Regions from separate parts of the Sus scrofa genome. Here region 2 is linked to region 1. The links are chromatin contacts, called in public Hi-C maps. All regions are on one chromosome and are shown on one strand. Each heading gives the region's core, a stretch centred on a gene start, on an enhancer-like site or on the middle of the called end of the contact. The rest is flanking DNA. Distances are from core to core; before and after follow the strand shown. Region 1 has its middle 13 kb from the start of TIGD4. Region 2 overlaps LOC110262138 (a long non-coding RNA gene).

What was found. A called contact is a pair of places that touch in the nucleus more often than the background predicts.
Region 2: a Hi-C map of skeletal muscle shows a contact between it and region 1, with 7 times the contacts expected there. The contact joins two enhancer-like sites. A contact is called at or near these places in 2 of 47 Hi-C or Micro-C datasets (epiblast stem cells and skeletal muscle).

What each region holds. Positions count from the first base shown.
Region 1 is chr8:76,289,001-76,295,483 of Sscrofa11.1, forward strand. No RefSeq gene overlaps it. Among named protein-coding and RNA genes, the nearest start is that of TIGD4, 13 kb to the left of the region's middle. Within about 2 kb of position 4,066, at least 4 of the 83 cell types and tissues checked have an H3K27ac peak or open chromatin away from gene starts, as enhancers often do. A contact at or near this core is called in skeletal muscle, where this site is marked.
Region 2 is chr8:76,699,816-76,706,298 of Sscrofa11.1, forward strand. LOC110262138 (a long non-coding RNA gene) reads right to left here. Exons shown (of 5, transcript XR_002346732.1): 3 at 4,276-4,408; 4 at 3,827-3,883; 5 at 2,964-3,567. Among named protein-coding and RNA genes, the nearest start is that of FBXW7, 220 kb to the left of the region's middle. Within about 2 kb of position 3,381, at least 6 of the 83 cell types and tissues checked have an H3K27ac peak or open chromatin away from gene starts, as enhancers often do. A contact at or near this core is called in skeletal muscle, where this site is marked.

The DNA of each region.
Region 1 (6,483 bases), core at 2,816-5,315:
GAGGCAGGTAGAGGCCAGGCCTTGCAAGGATGAGTCTACAGTCGGGCCCGGGGAAGCATTAGCTCTCTTATTTACTGGGGGGTGGGGGGGGTGGGGGGGAGGAGGAAAAGAAGTCTTCCCATCTTGGTTTTCCAAAGCCTGAACCATGCAGAATAATGGGACTCAAAACACTGGCAAAAATATTAGAGAGAAAGGAGAGCTTGAGGAATGCTCAAGTCTCCAGATGAAAAAAAAAAACTTCCTCCAGGCACAGGGAGAAAAGAAAGGCCCTGACGATTACAGCCAAGGCCACTGAGAGGGACATTGTTTGGAGGTCGAGGAGCTCCGGGAGCTGAGTTGGCTCTGCAGATGGCCCGGTGGCCCTGAAACGGGCAGTGGCCATTGCCTGAGCCTGAGCCGTGCGTCATCGACCCTCTGTCCTCAGAGCGTCCAGGGACGTCTTCCTTTCACAGCAGCCAGTGCTGTGGTGAGCACCTTGCTGAAATCATGCCGGTCTCAGCCCCCAGCACTCAGCAGAGCTTGTCCTCTTCCCCGGGTGAGCAACTTACCTTTCAATGGCCCAAGGTGGGGTGGGTGAGCCTTGAACACCTCTGAGATGGTGGCGGCAGCGAGGGAGAAAAATCTCCCCATTTCTGAAATCAGACCTAAACTGAGCTCATTGAAGATCCCTATCAACTGTCACCCTCCTCCCAACATGCTCTCCCCACAGTGATGAAAGCATTTCCTTTTTTTTTTTTTTTTTTTTTTTTTTTTGCCATTTCTTGGGCCGCTCCCGCTGGCATATGGAGGTTCCCAGGCTAGGGGTCTAATCAGAGCTGCAGCCGCCGGCCTACACCAGAGCTACAGCAACACGGGATCCGAGCTATGTCTGCGACCTACACCACAGCTCATGGCAACGCCAGATCCTTAACCCACTGAGCAAGGCCAGGGATTGAACCCACAACCTCATGGTTCCTAGTCAGATTCGTTAACCACTGAGCCGTGACAGGAACTCTGAAAGCATTTCCTTTACACTAATGTAAAGCATAACCTGGAAGGAAAGAACATGCTTGTGGAACAAGCAGAAAAGATCATCCTGTAAGATACAAGTCTGCAAAACGAGAGAGTACATTTCAGAGCCCTCTGGTGTCCTAGTGGGTTAAGGAGCCGGTGTTGTCACTGCTGTGGCTTCGGTCACTGCTGTGGCACAGGTTCGATTCCTGGGCCTGGGAACTTCCGCATGCGTGGCTTCGGCTACCAAAAAAAAAGAAAAGAAAAGTAAATAGATTTCGACAATCTCATATTAACATTCCTTTTTTATTTTTAAAAATTGTATTATAGTTGATTTATAATGCTGTATTAATTTCTGCTTTATAACAATGTGATTCAGTTATATCTACATACACAGATCCATTCTGTTTCAGATTCTCTCCCATGTAGGTTACTGAAGAATCATATTAACATTCTTTTTCGTGTGTGTCTTTTTAGGGCCAAACCCATGGCATATGGAGGTTCCCAGGCTAAGGAGTGAATCGGAGCCACAGCTGCAGGCCTACACCACAGCCACAGCAACTCCAGATTCAAGCCACATCTGCGACCTATACCACAGCTCATGGAAATGCTGGATCCTTAACCTTCTGAGTAAGACTAGGGGCTGAACCTGAGTCCTCATGTATCCTGGCCAGGTTCATCAACTGCTGAGCCACGAAGGGAACTCCCCACGTTAACATCCTTGATTCCCTCCCTGATGCTTCTCTACAAATATTCTGACTACTGTAAGGAAGCACAATAATTGAGTAATAACCAGGGTTCTCCTCATGCTTTGTTTTGAGGTGTGGTTTTTTTCGGGGGCAGCTTGAATTATGTTAGTTCAATGCTCTCAAATGTCTTCATTGGAAATTACCATCCTCCTTGGAATAAAACATTTTCAATATTATTGGGAAAAGGTGGATAATCCACGTGAATGCTATGTATTGAAAGGGTCAAGCCTCAAAAGGAGGATTTGAAAACACCTTTTGGAAGGAAAAAAACATGACAAAAAGGCAAAATAAATGTTTAAAAACAAATGACTGTCTAATAAAAAATATCCCCCTCTTTTTTTTCCCCCCTTGATCTGATATAGTAACAAGCCGTGTTGTTCTTTGTCAAAGGCCGGGGCTCGAGAAGGAAGAGGAAAATATATTTTAGGACACGTAAAGCACAGCAGATAAAATTCGTTCTCTAATTTTTTTTATCTTGGATCATTTCTTTGGTGTTTTAATCACATTCTGCAGCTATCCTTAGAACAGAAGACAGAATATATATTTTTAGAACTGTTCACTGTCCCCTCCAAATTCTGTTGGCACTTAAGTTGACCACTGTTCGCAGCTGGAGTGTCTTTCACTGCTTTGTGATAAAGTCATTAACGGGAGCAGAAGTCTTTAAAATTATTCACTGAAAACCTGTTTTTCTTCTCCACCTCCGCCTTATCTAATTAAAGAGAAGCCAGACTTCTTAAAAACGAACTTTATCTCACTTAATGCCGCTAGTTAGAAAATGATGCCTTTGATTTTTATTTTCTGTAAGAGCCTTTCCCACAAGCTCAGGCAACTGTTTTTTTTTTTTTTTAATTTCAATAATGTGTGTACTGTGCTCATCAGTTCAAAAACTTCTGCATCTAGGAAAGGCAGGGCTCCTAATTAACTGCCCAGAGAATGGTTTCACTGTGTGGGAACTGGGCAAGGAATTGTAGAGGGTTTTGTGAGACCTCAGGGAGATGATACTGTGTTGCTAATCAGGCAAATGAAAAAGGGAACACTTTTTAATGACTTAGCAGCCCACTCCTGTGAGGGCTCCAGATGTTCAAAGCTCTCAAGAGCAGCTCTAGAAATCCTTGTCAAGTTCCACAGGGCAATGGGATCTTTATATAAGCCAGCCGTACTACCGGTGGGTTTTGGGTTTTCTTCTCTCAATTTTGAAATTGTTAAAGGCACATTTTTTTGGAGTTGTTTATTTTGAAATTAGTGAAAAATGCATTGAAATATGAGACATACTTCAAATAATAGTAATTTGAAAGAATCTACATCTCTCCTATTACATGTGTGTGCTTGGATTTTTTAGCTTTTTTTATTTTTTATTTTTGTCTTTTTAGGGCCGCTCCCACAACATATGGAAGTTCCCAGACTAGGGGTCAAATCGGAGCTGCAGCTGCCAGGCTACACCACAGCCACAGCAATGCGGGATCTGAGCTGCATCTGTGACCTACACCAGAGCTCACAGCAACGCTGGATCCTTAACCCACTGAGCGAGGACAGGGATGGAACCCAAGTCCTCACGGATACTAGTCGGGTTCGTTACTGCTGAGCCATAACGGGAACTTGATCTTCTATTAAATTTAAAAGTAGTGGGTAACAAGATTACCTGTGTTTTTAAATCTCTTTTGATTAACAACCCCTTCTGAGAATCCAAATAAAGCTTTCGATTTTCTCCAGAAAAAAAGACATGCATATAAAATTTGCTTAAGATTTTTGGAGATTCACTATTAAGAAACCCTGCTTTGGAGTTCCCTGGTGACTCCAAAGGTTAAGGATCTGGCATTGTCACTGCAGTGGCTTGGATTCAATCCCTGGCCAGGGAACCAACTTCTGCATGCAGTGGGCTTGGCAAAAAAAAAAAAAAAAAAAAAAAAAAAAAAAAAAAAGAAAAGAAAAGAAAAAGAAACCCTGCTTCATCTTTCCACCATATATAAAGTCTTCATTATTAAAAGCTATACAAAATGTTAAAAAAAACTTAGTCTCTGAGGAGATTAAGCTAATATCCCTAATATCCCTCTTCTTCTGCAAGCACATCGAATAAATACTTAAAGTCATTTTACCGATAAATACTTAGAAAAATTTTAATAGAATTATTTTTCTAAACTTGTGTTTGAGTTGAGCGATTTGGACTTTTCACATTTTTTTTAACTTTCTTCTTTAAATGTTATTTTTACTAGCTTGCTTGTGTATTTTTATAAGGAATTAACTCCCCTTGACAAATCCAATTAATAAATAGAACTGTCTGAAGGTTTGGCTCTCTAGAAGCCAAACAGAGTCTGGAATTAGTCCCAGGATGAATCTCTGTCACCAGGACTTGCTCATGTGACACTCCCTGGTAGTGTCATCTAGTGAAGCATCTGAAACACAACGTTTAAAAACTGAACACTTCTGACCCCAAGCTGACCTCCTAGGAATGATGTCTCTTCTGTTTTCAGAGCAAAGAAAATAACGATTCAATCACAGAACATAATTAGTTGAGCTGTTTTGGAACTGGAAGGAACACTGTCACACAGGGGTAAAATATTATTACCAGCGCCTTCTGTGCCAGTGCATTATGTTAGACAGTGCAAGGGGAGAAAGAGGAGCTCAAGACCTCCTCCTGGAGTTCCCACTGTGGCGCAGTGGGTTAAGGATCCGGCATTGCTGCAATAGCAGCTGGAATTTGATCCCTGACCCAGGAATTCCCTCATGCCTTGGGTGCAGCCAAAAAAAAAAAAAAAAATCTCTTGAGTTTCCATTGTGTCTTGGCAGTAATGAAACCGACTTGTATCCATGAGGAGGAAGGGTTGATTCCCTGACCCCACGTAGCGGGTTAAGGATCTGGCGATGTCGTGAGCTGTGGTGAAGGTCGCAGATGTGGCTCGGATCTAGCGTTGCTGTGGCTGTGGTGAAGGCGGGCAGCTACAACTCCGATTCGACTCCTAACCTGGGAACTTCCATATGCTGCAGGTGCAGCCCTAAAAAGACCAAAAAAAAAACCCCCCAAAAAACGAAAAACCAAATCTCGTCCCTACTTTAGATTTTGCCATCTGTCAAAGACAGAATAAACACACTGGGTGATAAAACCCATTGTGTGCTCTTTCAAATCAGTGTGGCAAAAGAATTCCTAGAGTACAGGGCGTGAGCTTGGTGTGAGCTGCTATAGCCAGGAAGCTTTCCTGCAGAGGGTCCCAGGCCTAGGCAGGTGAAGTGCTGGGCAGTAAATCCAGACTGGAAGAATCCAGAGAGTTTTTTTGCAGAGGTGGGGTGGGGTGCATTGTTTTGTTTTGGCTATGCCTGTGGCCTGCAAAATTTCCTGGGCCAGGGATCGAGCACATGACACAGCAGCGACAACTTAGAATTGTTAACCAGGGAACTCCTGGAAGTTTTTTTGGTTTTTGTTTGTTTGGTTTTTGTCTTTTGCCTTGTCTTTTTTTTTTTTTTTTAAATATGGTCACAGCAGCAGCATGTGGAGGTTCCCAGGCTAGGGGTTAATTGGAGCTGTTGCCACCGGCCTATGCCACAGCCACAGCAACACAGGACCCGAGCCACGTCTGTGACCTACACCACAGCTCCACAGCAAGGCCAGATCCTTAACCCACTGAGCGAGGCCAGGGATCGAACCTCACAGTTCCTAGTCGGATTCGCTTCCGCTGTGCCACGATGGGAACTCCCCTCCTGGAGGTTTTTAATTTGCTATTTTCTGTGCTGTATATCAGGAAGAAAAAGTGTACATTTACAGAGTCTCCGAATGTTGGAAAGGACAAGTCCTGTAAGTCACCGGGGCTTTGGACAGGTTGTAGAACATCCACACAAGTCCACCCCTGAGCGCTTAGAGCTCCGATGAGAAAATGTCCTTCTGGTCTATGTGTACTTGGAATCCTCGCAAGGACACTGAAAAGAGAGTAGTTCCTGCCATAGATAAGGAAAAGTTAGACTGGCCTAAGGTCGGCACGTCTGTTAAGATCACTGGGTAGGGCTGGATGGAAGATCAAGTAGAGAATAAAAGCGCTGAGGTCAGGAGAATTATTTTGGGAGCTAGAAGTTCGGATCAGGCATGTTAAGGAGTGGCTGGAAAGGCATCCAGCTCGTGTTACCTTTTTCTGCTCCATCGGCAACAGCAAGACGACTTACTTACCCGGAGCACAACTCTGCCCACCTGCCAGGGTGTGAAGGAAGGACAAATCACACAGTCCCCTCCCCATACACACCCGCCCACACCCCTCTAAACTTACTGTTTGGTTTACTTTCTGATGGTTCAGTTTCTTAGTAACTTTAACCTTAACCAATTTAAGGATGAAAGTTACTCTAGTCTATTCAAAAATCAAGTCCCACTCCTCACCCCACTCCCGATTCCAAGCCATTAATACTTAAGGCACCACCTCAACCAGATTTGTGCTACTAATAAGGTCTTATGTAGGTGGGAAAAAAACCACTAGGTTTTATTTATTTATTTCATTTATTTGTTTTTTGCTTTTGGCCATGTCTGTGGCATGCTGAAGTTCCTGGGCTAGGGATCAGCCAGGGATTGAAACTGCAACAAAGCAGTAACAATGGCAGATCCTTAACCTTCTGTGCTACCAAGGAATTCCCCGTGTGTTTTTTTTAAATTGAAGTACAGTTGATTTACAATGTTGTATTAGCTTCTGTTGTAGAGCAAAATGATTCAGTTGTACATATATACATTCTTTTCCTGATTCTTTTCCATTATAGGTTGTTACAAGATATTCAA
Region 2 (6,483 bases), core at 2,131-4,630, 410 kb after region 1:
ATTCTAACCTATGCCCTTTAAGGAGAAAAAAACCTAGAATTTTGACAGACTAACATAAGGTTTGGGGGGGAGAGAAAGGTCATTTTTAAAGGTATTTTCGGGCTCTTTGGTTGCCATTTTATTTAGTAAATCTAGTACTTTATAAAGTAAGTGAAAAAATGTGGTTCCGTCCTTCAGATTAGGTAGCCTCTGAAATAGGGTCCTCGCCACGGGTGTACCCACCGCACTCCCAGCCGTCCAAGCCTAGGTAAAGACTGAAAACACAAATGGGTGCTGCTTGGAGAGTAAATTTCCCCCAATCCTCAAGCGTGTGGTCTTAATCCCCAGGGCAGCAATCCTTTGGGCCTCATGCCGAGGGTAGCATCCACACCCGAGAACCGGACCCCAGCCTCTGCCTTCACATTAGTTCACCAGGAGGGTTATGGACACAGCTTGGAGAACCACCTTCCTAGAGACCCTTCCAGCTCTTTTGGCTGTTTCGCATTTTAATCCACAGCCCAGTAGAAGCCCAGGGACATCTGAGAGAAGTGACAGATGGAGGGAAAAGACAGAGAAACAACGTGGTTCAAGACAAGGTGAAAATTGCCTTCGACTCTAAGTGCAGGCAAGTGCCGCCTCTGGTGAGGCGGGCAGAGCCAGAGCTGTGGCCACTGTCACCTTGATGACTCAGAGGGATCAAGAACAAGGTGTGCTTCTACTTGGGGGTCTTAAAACGGCTCGATTTCTCAGGATGTGAATGTGGCTTAACTACAGCACAACTGAAGAAGATCACCATCCATAATAACATGTTAGAGATTAGCACATGTTCACAGACAAGCCAGCATCCAGATCTTGGATTTTGGCATTTTGATTTTGGGTTTTTTTTGTTTTTTGTTTTTGTCTTTTGTCTTTTTAGGGCTGCGCCCATGGCATATGGAGGTTCCCAGGCTAGGAGTCAAATCAGAGCTGTAGCCACTGGCCTACGCCACAGCCACGGCAACGCCAGATCGGAGCCACGTCTGCAACCTACCCCACAGCTCACGGCAACGCCGGATCCTTAACCCACTGAGCAAGGCCGGGGATCTAACCTGCATCCTCATGGATACTAGTTAGATTTGTTTCCGCTGAGCCACGTCGGGAAATCCGGACCTTGGTTTTGTTCAGTGATGGGAGCTGCATCATCAGATTCCTGGGCCTCGTGTTTTCTCTTCTGGTCTGTAGAGAATACCCACCTTCTGCAGTTCTTGTGGGGTTGAAATGAAACGTTTAAAGCACGTATCGCACTGATGGCACTTGTAGCTCAATTAAGTGGTAGCTACTATTAAAATGAAAATAGACCCAGATAATGGTAACTTGCTCTATTTGGGAACAATTGACTATATCTGTGACTCATTCAGGTCTATAATAAAAATAGCATTTCTCTATATATAGCCATTCACTTTTTTTAAGTCGAGCCACACAGATTTCTCAGTTGAGTCTTAGGGAAACCTTGTGAGGTAGACAGACATTGGAGCACCTGACGGTGATTTTTGTATATACTTAGGATTTAATTAAATATTATTTATGAATAAATGGATAAAATTTATTAGAGTGGATCTGCTCCTAACGGAATGAAAGTATTGTCATTGAAGTGAGAAAGGTCACAATAGAGCCCTGCCTTGGGGCCTCCTTAATGCGGAAATTCACCACCTTATGTAACCGAATTTTCAACTCTTTTTGCCAGAATAAAGGCAGTTCCCACATTTAGATGGGACGAGTTCTCAAAGATCAAACATTGCCTGAAACTGAAACTAAAATTAGGACACGGAGTAACCCATAAAAGCCCAGAGCAGGTGCTCCGTAAATATTGTTGAACTGAGCAAAGAAAATTTACTTCCTCTTTTTTTTTTTTTTTTTTTAATCGGAATTGTTGATAATTTTGACACTTGGAAACTCCCCTACTGCTATTTAAGGACCATAACTATTTTATTACTTTGCAAAAGTTATAGGCCAAATGGCTAAGTAAATGTTTCAATCTACTTGTTTCATTTCAAGAAGTAATTGACATTTAGTTGATTGTATTAACTGTTTTTAAGCCATTTTCCTGTGCCTTTTGAGCTAGTCCGTACAAAGCCTCTTTTCTGCTCTGAATTGATTGGAGGCTGTGATCAAATAACAACAGAGACCTGTATCGTTCTCTTCCCTGAAGTAAAATAGGATCAAGCACAGCTTCCACAGACCTGGGCCGAGCCTGGTTTTCCACACTCTTTTTCCCGATGCCTGCTCTGCATGTTGTGGAACACAGACACCCAGGTGGAGAGGATACCTGGCGGCGCCTGCCCGGCTCCATCCTATAAGCCCTAACACTCCGTGTTCATAGAAACCAGAAGCGAGCAGCTGTGCACAGCACAAGCGGGCTCACAGTGCATTGTTTGGGATGCCTTCTCTCAACACAGCTTTATTCATTTTCCTTCTATTCGTCACCCCCACCCCCAGTAAGATCCATTAGCATTGCCGCCTCTACTCCCTCAGACGCAGCAGCGAGCAGGATTCGACCTCATGGTCCTTGGGGGCCCCCGACAGCAGTTCTAGGAGAACCTCCACTTGTGATTCGACCCACAGCAAAAGTGATTCAGTGTTGCTGATGAACGAATTTGAATAAATCTTCTGTCGCAGGTTGTTTTAATGTTCCCTGCCTCACTGTGCTATGCAGACAGGCTGCGCGCGCGCGCGCGTGTGTGTGTGTGTGTGTGTGTGTACACAGCATACATATACAAGAATGTACTGGAACTTGGGAATAAGCCTCTTGTCCTCAGTGAGGCATAATAGCATTTCCGGTAAGCCTTTCAGCTCATCATCCATGAAGAAAAAAAAAAAGGGAATGAGCCATATGAAGCGTTGTGGCCAAAGGGAAACTTCCTATCTCTTCAGTGAGAGAGCAACGGCCTCTGTGAAGGGTGTGTGTTCACACAATGTCCTGCGTTAAGAAACCACACGGTCACAAGTTGGTGCACAGACTTTTTATTTTAGTGTTGTCTGCTGCCCGGGAGACAGATTTTAAGTTCCATCCAAAGTGGTTGCTCCCAGCTCCCCTTTTGCGGGGAGGGCCTGGCATCGATTTGAATTGCAAACAAGCATGGGGTGGCATTGTTCAAGCTCTCATTGTCCGTTCCATTAGTGCTAGTGATGCCCAAGCCAGGGGGTTCTTGCCAGCTTGGTTCCTCTGCTGCCTCCTCTTTCTAGGTGGAGGAGACCAGACATATCAAAAGGTCATTTCAAAGGGTCTTCAAAAAGAGGAAAAGCACCCAGCACTCAAAGGACTCAGAATGTACCTTTCTCCAAAGTGTAAGTATAAATAAATTCTAAATCCAGTTCCTAGGAAGACTCACTGCTGAGACGAAAGCCTGGCAACTTCCCAGGTTGCAATTGGGTATAAAAATAGTAGCGGAGTGTCTATTTCAGATGAGCTGATTCTCCCCAGGATTCTTAAGGACAAGGAACCACTGAGTGGACATTTTGATGGCTCATTCTTTGCCTGGAAAACCTATTGTGGCAAAACCTATGAAGGCTGTTTATCTTGGGGTTTTGTTTTGCTTCAGCAGTCATGCTCTGCAAAAGGAAAATTATGTCGTGCTTGCAAATCAAAGGTTCAAATACAATAGAGCACAGAAATACATTGCCAATTTACTATTTTTCTAGGAGATTCAAAGATTATAAAAGAGACATCAAACCACGATTCACCATCAGGAGTAGGTTACTTGTAAGACTTTTAAACTTATATTGATGAATCCCGTTAGGAATTCACCAAACCCTTGTGCCTTCCCAAACACAGTCAGCAAGACAGTCTAGGCCCGCTGCTCCCACGCACCTTTCATTCTGAGGATTCTCTCCATTTGTAAGGCGATTTTGAACAGCTTACGTCAATCTAGCAAGGACACAATGAGGCACAGAGATGAAGACTGCATGCAACTCTGGTAAGGCTCAGATCTGGGTTGGGGAGTTTTGTTTTTTGGTTTTGGGATTTTTGCTGCACCCATGGCACATGGAAGTTCCCGGGCCAGGGATCAAACCCTAGCTACAGCTGTGACCTACGCCACAGCTGCATCAATGCTGGATCCTTAACCCACTGTGCTGGGCCGAGGATTGGAACCTGGGCCACAGCAGTGACCCGAGCCACTGCAGAGGTGACACCAGATCCTTAACCTACTGCACCACAGTGGGAATTCTATAAATTTGGGTTTCTTACAGAAAAGAAAAAACTTACGAAGTTAGATCCAAAAGTGAACGTTTAGAATGATAAAGATTATACCAACTCACCGAGGACTTGGTAACGCAGATCCCTTTTTTCTGAGATCTCTTAGGCAATTACCAGAACTGCCTGATAGGACTGCCTGACTGCAACCTGCTTCTCCTCCCCCGTACCTCCGAGCGCGCCAGCTCTCGCAGGGACCTGTCAAAGGGGGGGCCCTGAAGCTCAGCTTCATTCAGTTTCAGGAAAGATCCCCCCCTGCTCTCCCAACCGGAATCCCCTCATCAGTAAATGGGTCACGTGCCTTGAGGATTGCACGAGACGCAGTATACGGAGCCCTCTGCATCCTGCCTGGCACAAAGGAAGCGTTCATTAGCAGGGTGCACACATTACCGCTAATATGGTTATTGCTGCTATTGTGCCATGATTATAACTTAGCATGGTGACTGGTATTTTAAATCTTTTATAATTCATTTAATCTTCTCAAATATCCCATGATATATCATGATTGGTTCTACTATACCGATGAGGAAACGGATACAGAGATGTCAGGTCACTTGCTCAAGTCCAAAAAGTTGAGAAGAACAGAACACAAAGCAAAACTTGGATTCACACCTGGGCTTGTGGCTCCAGTGCCCAAGCTCTTGACCCCTTTATTAATGTAACAACTGCCTCCAAATAAGGGAAGACCTACTATGTCATAGGTCACACACAGGTCACGCCAGCAAATGACAAATGATGAAGCCTCAGTCCCAATCCGCCCACCTGGCAGCCACATAGAGCCACAGAAGCAGGAAAGAGCCTGGATGTCCACTTGGAAAGACCGAAGAATCGTGTGTACTAGATGGTATGTAGGTGACGGTTTGGCTGTAGAGAAGCCCCTTTTATTGGGAAATTGGAATCCCCTTTTCCAGCTGGAAGTTGGAATCACTTTTTGACTCAAATTGGAGTCAAAAGAGAGGACTTTCTATAAGAAATTCACCGAGCCATGCGAACATAGGAAAAGTGGATACAATCATGTATAACAAAAGAAAGGCTGTTTCCAGATCATTTAGGGGCAAAAAATACTGCTTTTACAAAACAGGGACACTTTAGTTACACAAGAGTTCTTTTTATCCGTCACCATTGATGCCTCTGTGCCCCGCAAACCACCAGGCAAACCAGGAGCAGGTGTTTGCACTCTCGTGATTGGTACAGGGTAAATCCTCAATAAATGTTAGCAGCCATCGTTACTGTTGTTATTGTTGTTATTATTATTATCAAGAAAGACGGAGTTCCGATTGGACCCCTAGCTTGGGAACCTCCATATGCCGCGGGAGTGGCCCTAGAAAAGGCAAAAAGACAAAAAAAAAAAAAAAAGATGGTTGTATTTAAATTCTTTCTCAGCCACTTGTGTGAGTCTACAAGTTTTTGTTTGTTTGTTTGTTTTAACCATTCTGAACCTCTTTCATCATCTGCAGAGGAGAAAGTTGAGAATGCCAACGAGAGAACATAGCACCCGGTACAGTTGTGGCTCATGATGCACAATCAATGTGGTCCTCTTCAGTAGCGCCACTACCACACTAACACAGCGGGGGAGCTGGCTGGGTTTCAGGCCATCATCTCAAGCTTAGTCTAAAGAGGAGATCTGTAAGCCTTCCAGGACACAAGGCCCAAACTACCCTCCACAATGTGCCAGGAACCTGAGAGAGTTGGAAAGTAATCCAGTCTAAGATGACAATTACCTTTTTCTCTCTAAAGACCTACTTAAATAATAAATAGGTTAGAGACATTAAAGACGTAAAGAGATAAGATCCCTGGAGTTCCCGTCGTGGCTCAGCAGAAATGAATCTGACTAGCGTCCATGAGGACACAGGTTGGATCCCTGGCCTTGCTCAGTCGGTTAAGGATCCAGTGTTGTTGTGAGCTGTGGTGTGGGTCGCAGACGCAACTCGGATCCTGCATTGCTGTGGCTCTGGCTATGTCGGCAGCTGTAGCTCTGATTCCACCCCTAGCCTGGGAACCTCCATCTGCTGTGGGTACGGCCCTAAAAAGACAAAAGCCAAAAAAAAAAAAAAAAAAAAAGAGAGAGAGGGAAAGAGAAAGAGAGAAGATCCCAAAAGGGGAGCAGGAGAGGAGAGCCAGGTAGACCAAAGATTTCACCACCTCTAGATGAAGACAAGCAGACGAAGGAGTGGTCTATAGATGTGTATAGAGAAACTACAAGCTAACGTGTCCTCCAGGAGGGGGACCCCAGTGGGAAACGAGCTGGCTCCTTTATGTGGAGCAAGGCCAGA